Regions from separate parts of the Capsicum annuum genome. Here region 1 is linked to region 2. A link is a contact called in public Hi-C data. All regions are on one chromosome and are shown on one strand. The core of a region is the stretch at or near the end of the contact, and the rest is flanking DNA. Distances in the headings are between cores, read along the strand shown. Region 1 holds the start of LOC107845447 (digalactosyldiacylglycerol synthase 2, chloroplastic). Region 2 has its middle 130 kb from the start of LOC107845217.

Region 1 (4,955 bases), core at 1,464-3,963, 220 kb before region 2:
GTTTTTGGTATTATAAGCTACATTCATACTCTTTGTATCAGATTTTAGAAAAGAGGAGATGAATCTTGCTTTTCTTCAGATAAGTTGAAATAAATCTGGATTTACCTTTCCAGGGTAAAAACGTATGCTAAAATTTGATGCAAATCCAGTCCTCTCTTCCACCCACTGGCGGACACACTTTTCCTGCTCCAAATGTGAATTAAATTTGATACCACTCGGAAAAACATGTTCTTGATCTTTCAATGGCAGCGAAGGAATCACCAAGGTGACCTTTTGTTCACCATATTTTGCCAGATATGCAGCACGAAAAAGAGGATTGATGGAAGTTCCAGTTAGCCAAGGAATGCTTGCAGTAGTATATATGGCGATGTGATGTTTTTTGTCCATTTATGGAGGTTGAGTCAGATTATTTTTGGCTTCTTCACATGCCAGTTAGAGTCAGGAAAGGGAAACTTCACAGACTGACCTGCACAGCTGAATTTGAAGCTATCAATCAATACTTTGTCAAATAAATAAAGACTAATAACATGTTTTAAATGAAGGAGCAGCGGAAGATATCGAACAAAAACAGAGAAGTTGAACAAAAAGTTCGATTGAAATGAAGAAATACACTGCAACATTAATATCAAACGCCAAAGGGTTAGAAATAGTGTTCAGGGAGGCGTGATGCAGAAAAAAAGCGACTAGGCTCCACATCACGCATTACGCGAAGCATGAAGCGATGTAAGCACATCATTGAAGTGAAGCAGTGAGAAGAAGAAAGCGCAATAGTGGTAGTCGCCCAGTGAAGAAGAAGAAGTCGCTGCACTGGATTTCGAAGTTAACCTTAGAAAATTGCAGCAGAGGTAGTCACCACAGTAGACCCTTTTTTTAAATTTAAAATTGAACCTAAATATAAAATCAATATGAAGTGACTCTTTTTTAAATTTAATATTGACCCTAAAAATAAAATCAACATGATGCGCTCGCATCAGCCACGCACAGCGAGAGGGGTTCGCATCGCTTCGCATCATCACATTATGCGACGATGCGAGCACATTCCTGAACAATGGTTAAAAACATTATGAATAATAAATTCTTAAGAATAAAAAAGAAGATTGTGCAAAAGAAAGTTGGTAAAAAGGAGATACAAATGTTTGGTACCAAGCAGAGTTGTTCTATCAGCACTGACATACAAACAGAAATTGCCGTCAAATTTAAGGAACACGGTTAGTCTCACCTAAAATTTAAGGAACACGGTTAGTCTCACCTAAGTCATTCAAACTACTGCATGTTTTAGGTGAAAAGAAGAGCAAAGGCGGATCCACTATTTAAATTTGATGGGTTAAATTGTGCATGTTACGAAGCTTGGTGGATAATGGGTCCACCCCTTACCCCTCCCCACTTAAATATCAAGCTTTTGTTTTCAACAAGGTTTGAACCGATTTGCGACTAACCCCAAGTCACATGTTGCGCCCTTACCACCAGACCAAAACCCTGGTTGCCATTTTACTTTTGAAATTTAGGGTCATGGTTAATATTTGTTGAACTTTCAGTCATTTTTCACACATATATCTATGTTCCATGAAAGAAATAATTACGCACTCCATCCGCCTCTGACTAAGAGAGTGAAAATTACAAGCTCTAAACTTCCATGTCCACTTTTTCCTTTCCCCAAGTATAACTTTCTGCTGATATACTAAGAAATATCAAATACATGGCTGTAAAATGGTCTCCTCGGCATGTCTCGTGCACTTTCATAAGAAACATCTTGAATCCTAACAGTAATTGTTTGAACTTTCCAAATTGAAGAAAAGTAAGTTTCATAGTATAATACAATTGAAGAACTTCAAATAGAAATATGTCGGTATGAGAAAGTAAAGCACAATATACACTAACACCCATTTAAAGAAACTAAACACTATTTTCACTGTTCAAGGCGTGAAAACAGTCTCTTGCAGAAATGCTGGATAAGCCTGCCCTTCCACGGAAAACAGCCTCTTACATGGCTGGAGCTATAATGCACCACCCACCTTTTTAAAACACTCTCTTTTCTCCAAAGACAAAATACAAAGCTACACTAATTCTCATATTAAAGAAAAGCAAAATTCGTACCACAAAAGAATTGATGAAACCTCAAAACTTGAATCAAAACCATGTTATCATACCAAAAAATAAAGCCCTATGTACACAAAAACCCATTACAGAAGAAAACAAAAGGTTGTTGGTTATTATCAGACATAAACAAAAACCCATTTCAGCAAAGTCAAAAATTCAAAGTTGAACCAACATAAAAGAAAGTGACAGAAATAGAACACTATTAAAAAACAAACGCAGCCTACATGGAATTATTTCAACAACACCAAGAACAATTCTAAAAGAAGAATCTAAAAGGGTGTTTTATTTTACCTGAATTTTCTCCAACAACAAAGTTGAGGAATTCGCAGGGCAGGGAATTTTGTTGGTGGGGAACAAGAAATTAATTGAGGTGGAAATAGACGCATTACTATTATTATTGATTTGAGAGCTATGGAAGATGCGAATAATTAGGAGGAATATAGCAATTGGTAATAGTTTGGGAGTTTTATTGTCGGAATTAATATTTCACATAGAGGCACGCGCTTGGCACGTCAAATTGGAAGTTGCATTAGTTACAACTTACGAGACCGTTGTGAATGGAAATGCGAAGAGGGAACAGGGAGACACATGAGGCAAAAAATTTCATTCGGATTAATTAGATAAGAAGGATAATTCGAGTAGATATACAGAGGAGCATGAGTCTATGACCATACAATTAACTCTTCGATTCAACAATTTAGTAGACGTCTTAATAATGCCTATACGATATATAAACTCATAACTCTAAGCCTTAATAACTTCGAGAAAAACTCGTCATAATCCTAAGTCTTAACAACTCTGAGAAAAACTCGGAAGTCTTACTAATATTTAATTAGTTGCAAAACAACCGTTCAACTCTTGAATCAGACAACACTTATTTTCACAACCTTAATACTAAATTGCAAGCAACTAAATTCTGTTGAATCGATAAATTAAATTGTTTCATGAGTGAAATGGCTCAAACCACAACCCAACAAATTTAAAGTATTGATAGATCAAGATTTTGCTGTTGTTTTTAGTTTCTTAAGCGTTAAAAACTTGATGTTAGCTCATTATTATAAGTTACAACCTTACAGGTTTATGTGAGTGTTGACAATGAAGCAGTGCATTTTGAAACTAAAGAGAGTCTTAACTCCAATTTAGTTGGAATCCAAAAAATTCTTTTTCGGACGATTGAGATTTGAGGGGGCAAGCTTTGTTGCAAGTACGGAGCAATCGGTCACAAATAGCAAGCGAAATGGTAGCAAATAGACCACCACCCCAGTTGCAGTTTGTGATATGATAGTCCCACTTGCGAGTAATATAACATTCAATATTGTCAAATCGACAATTACTAAATGTATGAAAGCAGGAACCAACTACCATCTATTTCTTTTACTAATTTTTTGGAGAAAGTTTCGTTGGAAGTTAGAAGAGAGAAGGTACTATATATTCTTTTGGACAACTTTTAGAAATAGTCATTGTTGCAGTAAAAAAAAGGGCAACATAGCTATATTTTACAATCTTACCATACATAATGTATCAACTGTATGCAACTGATTGTATCAATATAAAATATATATACAGTGACTAATTACATGCACCAAACCGTAGCCTACCTTGTAACAGGGTGACCCGAGGCTACCCTCTAGTTGTGACACAGTGCTTAAAGCTAACCCATGATTTAGTACCTGCTGTGAGCACTGAATAAAATAATAATGAAACATCATGTGTAGAAGATAAATTGATAAAAGTTTGATAGGACGTAATACTGAAATATAAGTCAACATGTTTGAACACTGATAAAGCTGAAAGCTAGAATGACTGTCAGAAAACCTCTAAAAACATAAGGAGTTGATGGGACAAACTCCCAACTAATTCTAACTGTCTGAGATAAAGAAAGCACTGAAGAAAGACATCTTGTCCTCGATGAATGAGGACTCACCACTACTGCTGCTGAGAGGTACTGAGCTGTCTAAGGAAGATCAGGGACCTGAGCGTTAGAACCTATGTTATAGGACAACATAACTAAAAATAAGAGTATGTGATTAGTACTTTAAATGTACTGGTACATGAGGTAAGGACTAACTGAAATACATATGGAAACTGAACACAGATGCATGAACATGTAAAAATGAGAATGCAAGACCAAGTAAAGCATGTACTGAAATAATCTGTAAAACTAACTGACTGAGTAACTGGTAATCTGAATACTTGGTCAAGCAAACCCGACTTGATATAAATTGAGTACTGACTAAAACTGTGGGAGCTATCATGTAACCTATATGCCCTAATTTGAGCTAATCGGGGTCCAAACTGTAACTGCAGTTGGAAGGATGTCATTACCTTGCCACGAGTTCTAACACTGGCTGTGTGGATCCGCTAAACTGTCATCCTGAAGGACTAGGGAGTCACCCTCTACTGGAAGGTACCACTAAGAGAGTGTCAACCCTCAACTGACAGGAAGACCTCTCAAAACCTATGTTGGCTACGTAGTTCTGAAACTCAGGGATTGCCACTAAAGGTCACACCCTTTACTGGAAGGTGATCCCCCATCCCCGCTCAATGCTAAATCCTACTCCCAGCTGAATTGACATTGATTCTGACTAAGGTCAATTGGATATCACAACTGATGGTGCTCAACATGATCATAACAAACTGAGTATGATAATGAAATCATGATTTGACTGACTTATTACTTGAAAATATGAAACATGAGTAAATACATAGGTATTGGGTGTTCATAACCCACGAACACTAAATGACACCTTAAACACGATAACATTATTTAAAACACGGGAAGAAATTCATGATTCAGAGACCCAAAATATAATACATTTCCCTAAACTGATGAATTTCATGAATTTGAACATGGGGAT
Region 2 (4,350 bases), core at 322-2,821:
TTTTGTTCTTCCATTATTGTTCTTTTTGTCATAATTATTCATTGTCAAACAACAAAGCATTTTATACTCTTCTTTGTTTATTCTATATAGTCGGTGAATTTTCATCTAATGAAAAAGTATTTTTATGTCGTTTTTAAGGATAAAAAATAAGGGATATACCCTAGTTGGCTTAAATGTGCAAAAATGACAATGAAAGTGAGTGGAAGCATATACCAAAAATCTGAAATGTATGAAAAAGCTGTTGAAGCTTTACACGAATAGAATCTTTATCTTCCATTAAATGCATTGAAAAAACTGAAATTATCCAAGGAATCTTCTGGGAGAATCATCTAGTCATTCAGCAGCGGATGAAAACAAAATTTTTTAAGCTATTTTTTTGGTTGAAGTTGTAGTTGAAAAACTATTGAAAGACTAAAAATATTGTTGTTAATGTCGTTTCGTTTTGTTCATGAAATGTAACTTAGAATCGGGTCTTGTTTGAGCCTGATTTTAAATGATTGGCATATGAAATATATTTTTTGGCCTGAAATGTAACTAAGGATGAAGTCAATTTTTGCACCGTTTTTTTTTAAAATTGATAGATGAATAAGTAAAACTATAGTCCTCCCACATCGTTTATAAAAGCAGTTCCATATAAACAATGATTATGTCACAAAAAGAATTCATCACCTTTTAGTTAGTTTTTAACTTCTTTCCCGTGCAATTCACTATTTTCATGCATTTTGAGAAGTATTGACAATTTGATACAAATAATCTTATTTCTTTATCATTAACATTTTGAATGCTTTTATCCATTATTTCATTAATTAATTAAGGTATTTGTGAATTTAAAATTCTATTATATTTGTTAGAGAAAATGGTTTATTACCCCCAACATTTAATCAAAATTTCAACTATACAGTCAATCTTTAAAGGAGACCTATTACCCTCTAAGCCTTTTTTTACCAAATTTATTAACCCCCAATTACTGACCTGTCAACATAAACCAATTAATAACACATCCGTGTATTTTATGCACCTGGGCCCACGTCGATATTCTCATTTTCTTTACAAAAAATATCCCATCTCCATTCTCTTTCATCCTTTCATTTTCAAGAACTTTTCATCTTCTTCTCTCCTCTCTCTTCTCTCTTAACACCTCGTTTCATTTTTTTTTTGTTTTGGAGATTGTTGTTGTAATTTATTTTTTTGCTTGTGGATTTTCAAATAATCATCTCTACTTATACGTGGTAATTCAAGTTTTTAAGAATTTCTCTGATTTGAGATTGCTTTGCACTGAAATTAATTGCAAGAGTGTTAGTGAAAAGAGAAAACTTTTAGGTCTTGAAATTGATGAACAAGCTGAAAATAAGGTAAAATTATCAAGGCATTCAGATAGACAAACTGTTCTATGCTGATATTTAAAGATGTGAAATTGCAAATGAAGTGAGTGATATGCTTTTTTGAAGGTTTCTACAGGGAAGAAAATCATAAGATTTGGTCACAAGGAAACTTAATAGTTTCTTTGGGTAAAAGGATTTATGTTGGTCCATTGCTCACAAATCTTGATTCTGGAAATTTTCAAATTTGTGGAATTGCCAATGGAGCCAATAGGCTTAAGTGTTCCTTTTTCTTTCTTTCTTTTTTTTTTTTTTTTTTATAATTTCTCAACTATGAAAATTGATGTTGAATTTATGATTGTGAAAAAATTTGATGTTGATTTTAATAGGTGTTGATTTGATTGTTTCAATTTCAAGAAATGTGGATTTGAATGATGATTTATGATTTGAGATTGAAAATTCAATCGATGTAAAATTAAAAGATTTTAAGATTCCACAAAATGTGTATAGAGCATTGTTGGAAGTTTATGTGTTTTACACTTGCTTTATAATGACTAAAATGTCTCATTGAAGAAGATAAGTTTGGACTGTTGGGGACACACACTTTAATAAATTAGAGAAATTAGAAATTCTCAATTAGAAAAAGAAGAAAGAATTGAATAATATATAATATAATATTTATTATATTATTAAAAATAATGATGTGGCAACTAGAAAATAAAGAATTTAAAGTGAAAAGAGTCAACTAACGTGCCTATGGACGGTGTAGTCACGTCCATTGACAGGTCAGCAATTGAGAGTTAATAAATTCGATAAAAAAAAGTTCAGAGGAATAATAGGTTTCCTTTAAAAGTTGAGTGTGTAATTAAAATTTCGACTAAAGATTGAAGGTTAATAAACCATTTTCTCTATTTGTTACATCCAGTTATATATGATGAGTTACAAAAGAAAAGAAAGAAAAAAAGTCATCTTCATGACTCACAAATCACACCTCTTCATCTCATAACTTTTGTTTTTAATTAGTATTAATAATAATAATAAATAAAGATTTGGTAATTTGTTGATCAGTTTTTAATAAGCTGATTTATTAAACTTTTGTTAATTAGTTGAGTTGAGATCATTCTAATGAATTTTTTTTTAACAGCAACAAGTTGTCTTTTTTGTGATATTATTATGATAGTAAGCTAAGATATTTTACTAATACTTCATCTATATCATATTACTTGGCATATGAAGAGTTTAACATATCCCTATAACTAGTATTTTATTGTCCAACACTTCGAATTTTTTTTTTGAAAACATGAAAACTTTTTTTAGACATGGAAACTTGGAAAGTGTCCGATTATGTTCATTAAACACGGGCACTTTTTTTTAACAATTATTTTTAGCAAAAACGTCAAATAATATAAGATAAGAGAAAAAGTAAAATTAACACACACACTTAACCTTACTTCCAACATCAAATCAATTTAATTAGTTTCAAGATCCATGCTTAGTTTTCTAAACACTGTCCAACGTATGAACTTGAATTTTCAAAATTAAATATGATTAGTTTCAAGATCCATGCTTAGTTTTCTAAACACTGTCCAACGTATGAACTTGAATTTTCAAAATTAAGTGTTATTATATTTACCTTTTTTTGAAAATTTCTGCGCCTCTCATTCTTAGCTCTTCCTTTTTTTTTTTTTTTTTTTTTTTTTAAGATATAAAGAATAATTTTGGAACATATAACTGGTTGGTATTAAAGTGTGAAATTGATGGCATTGACAAAAACATTTTAAATTCATTTCAAGACTTGAATAAGAACTTAAGGTCATCAATAGATTTTGTTTGTAGAAACAGTTTTCGGTAAGTTAGTTTTTCTTAGTAATATATTTTGCATTTTGATTGAATATTGTGAGATCTAGTGTTTGTATAGAGGTAATAACAAGACGAATATTAACTAAAAACTAAAAAGAACATTAACTGATAATAGGATAACATCCATGCCACCGCTATAATGAAAATAAAAAAAATACTGGAATAAAACAACAATAACAAAAAAAAACCACCTAAGTAGCATCAACACTGCACCTATCACCAACATGGTTGTGTTACAATGAATGAGGTTGTTCGATCTTTAACCAAAGTTTGAGAATTTGATTCTGGGTATGAAGAAAATTCTGTTGGAAGCGCTATCCCGACCGGATCCTACCCAGTGCGAATCTGAATTAGTCGGGTTCTAATGCAGAAACCGACCACCGAACAGAAAACCAAAAAAATAAATTAAAAAAACACCGCCCCTACCAGCCTCTCCACCATCATTCTTGTGGGCATTATTAACCTCCCGTATGTAGGCATGAAAACGATGCTCAACTTCCACGTATCTCGCTTAAGCTGTTCCACAAACTGGTTAAGGTCCACAACTCATCTTTCAACAACTTGATCAGTGACAGAGCCAAAATTTTTACTGAAGGAGTTTAGAAGTAAAATATGAACTAATTGAAAGAAGTTCAATATCTAATATATATATACATAAAAATATTTTTGATCATGTAAAAATAGTATAATTTTTCGACGAAGATAAACCCCTGAATTGTATGCAGATCCGCCACTGAACTTGATCTCCCAGACTGTATGATACCGTCTTCTCCTTCGGACCAGACATCCATTTTCATTTGAGGAAGAAACATGGTGTTTGTATTCTAAAAGGATTTGTTGATTTGTTTATTAAGCTAATGAATGAGTGATATTGTTAGGAAAAGAGGATGGGTGATATTTAAAGGTGGAGGAGTAGAATTGTGTTGCGGAATTAAAAGCAAATTAAAATCATTAAACCTACATACTCATATTCACTTACAATACTCATCAACATAAATATTGCTATTTGTAAACGTCACATTGGTCGTACAAAAGGTTGTGAATAGTATTAATATTTTGACGGTAGATCGTCAGCTATTAATCTCAAGAATTTTTCTATTAATCTCAAGAATTTTTCTATTTCCCAAATCTTATCAAAAAAACTATCAAATCTGCAGCAAAAATTTGAAAA

The links. A called contact is a pair of places that touch in the nucleus more often than the background predicts.
Region 1: a Hi-C map of bud shows a contact between it and region 2, with 4 times the contacts expected there. The contact joins the promoter of LOC107845447 here to the enhancer-like site in region 2. A contact is called at or near these places in 2 of 5 Hi-C or Micro-C datasets (bud and placenta).

Annotation. Positions count from the first base shown.
Region 1 is chr10:80,542,128-80,547,082 of UCD10Xv1.1, reverse strand. LOC107845447 (digalactosyldiacylglycerol synthase 2, chloroplastic) reads right to left here and starts at 2,713. Exons shown (of 4, transcript XM_016689779.2): 1 at 2,389-2,713; 2 at 106-474. The coding sequence starts at 387.
Region 2 is chr10:80,318,127-80,322,476 of UCD10Xv1.1, reverse strand. No RefSeq gene overlaps it. Among protein-coding and RNA genes, the nearest start is that of LOC107845217, 130 kb to the left of the region's middle. Within about 2 kb of position 1,571, at least 4 of the 5 cell types and tissues checked have an H3K27ac peak or open chromatin away from gene starts, as enhancers often do. A contact at or near this core is called in bud, where this site is marked.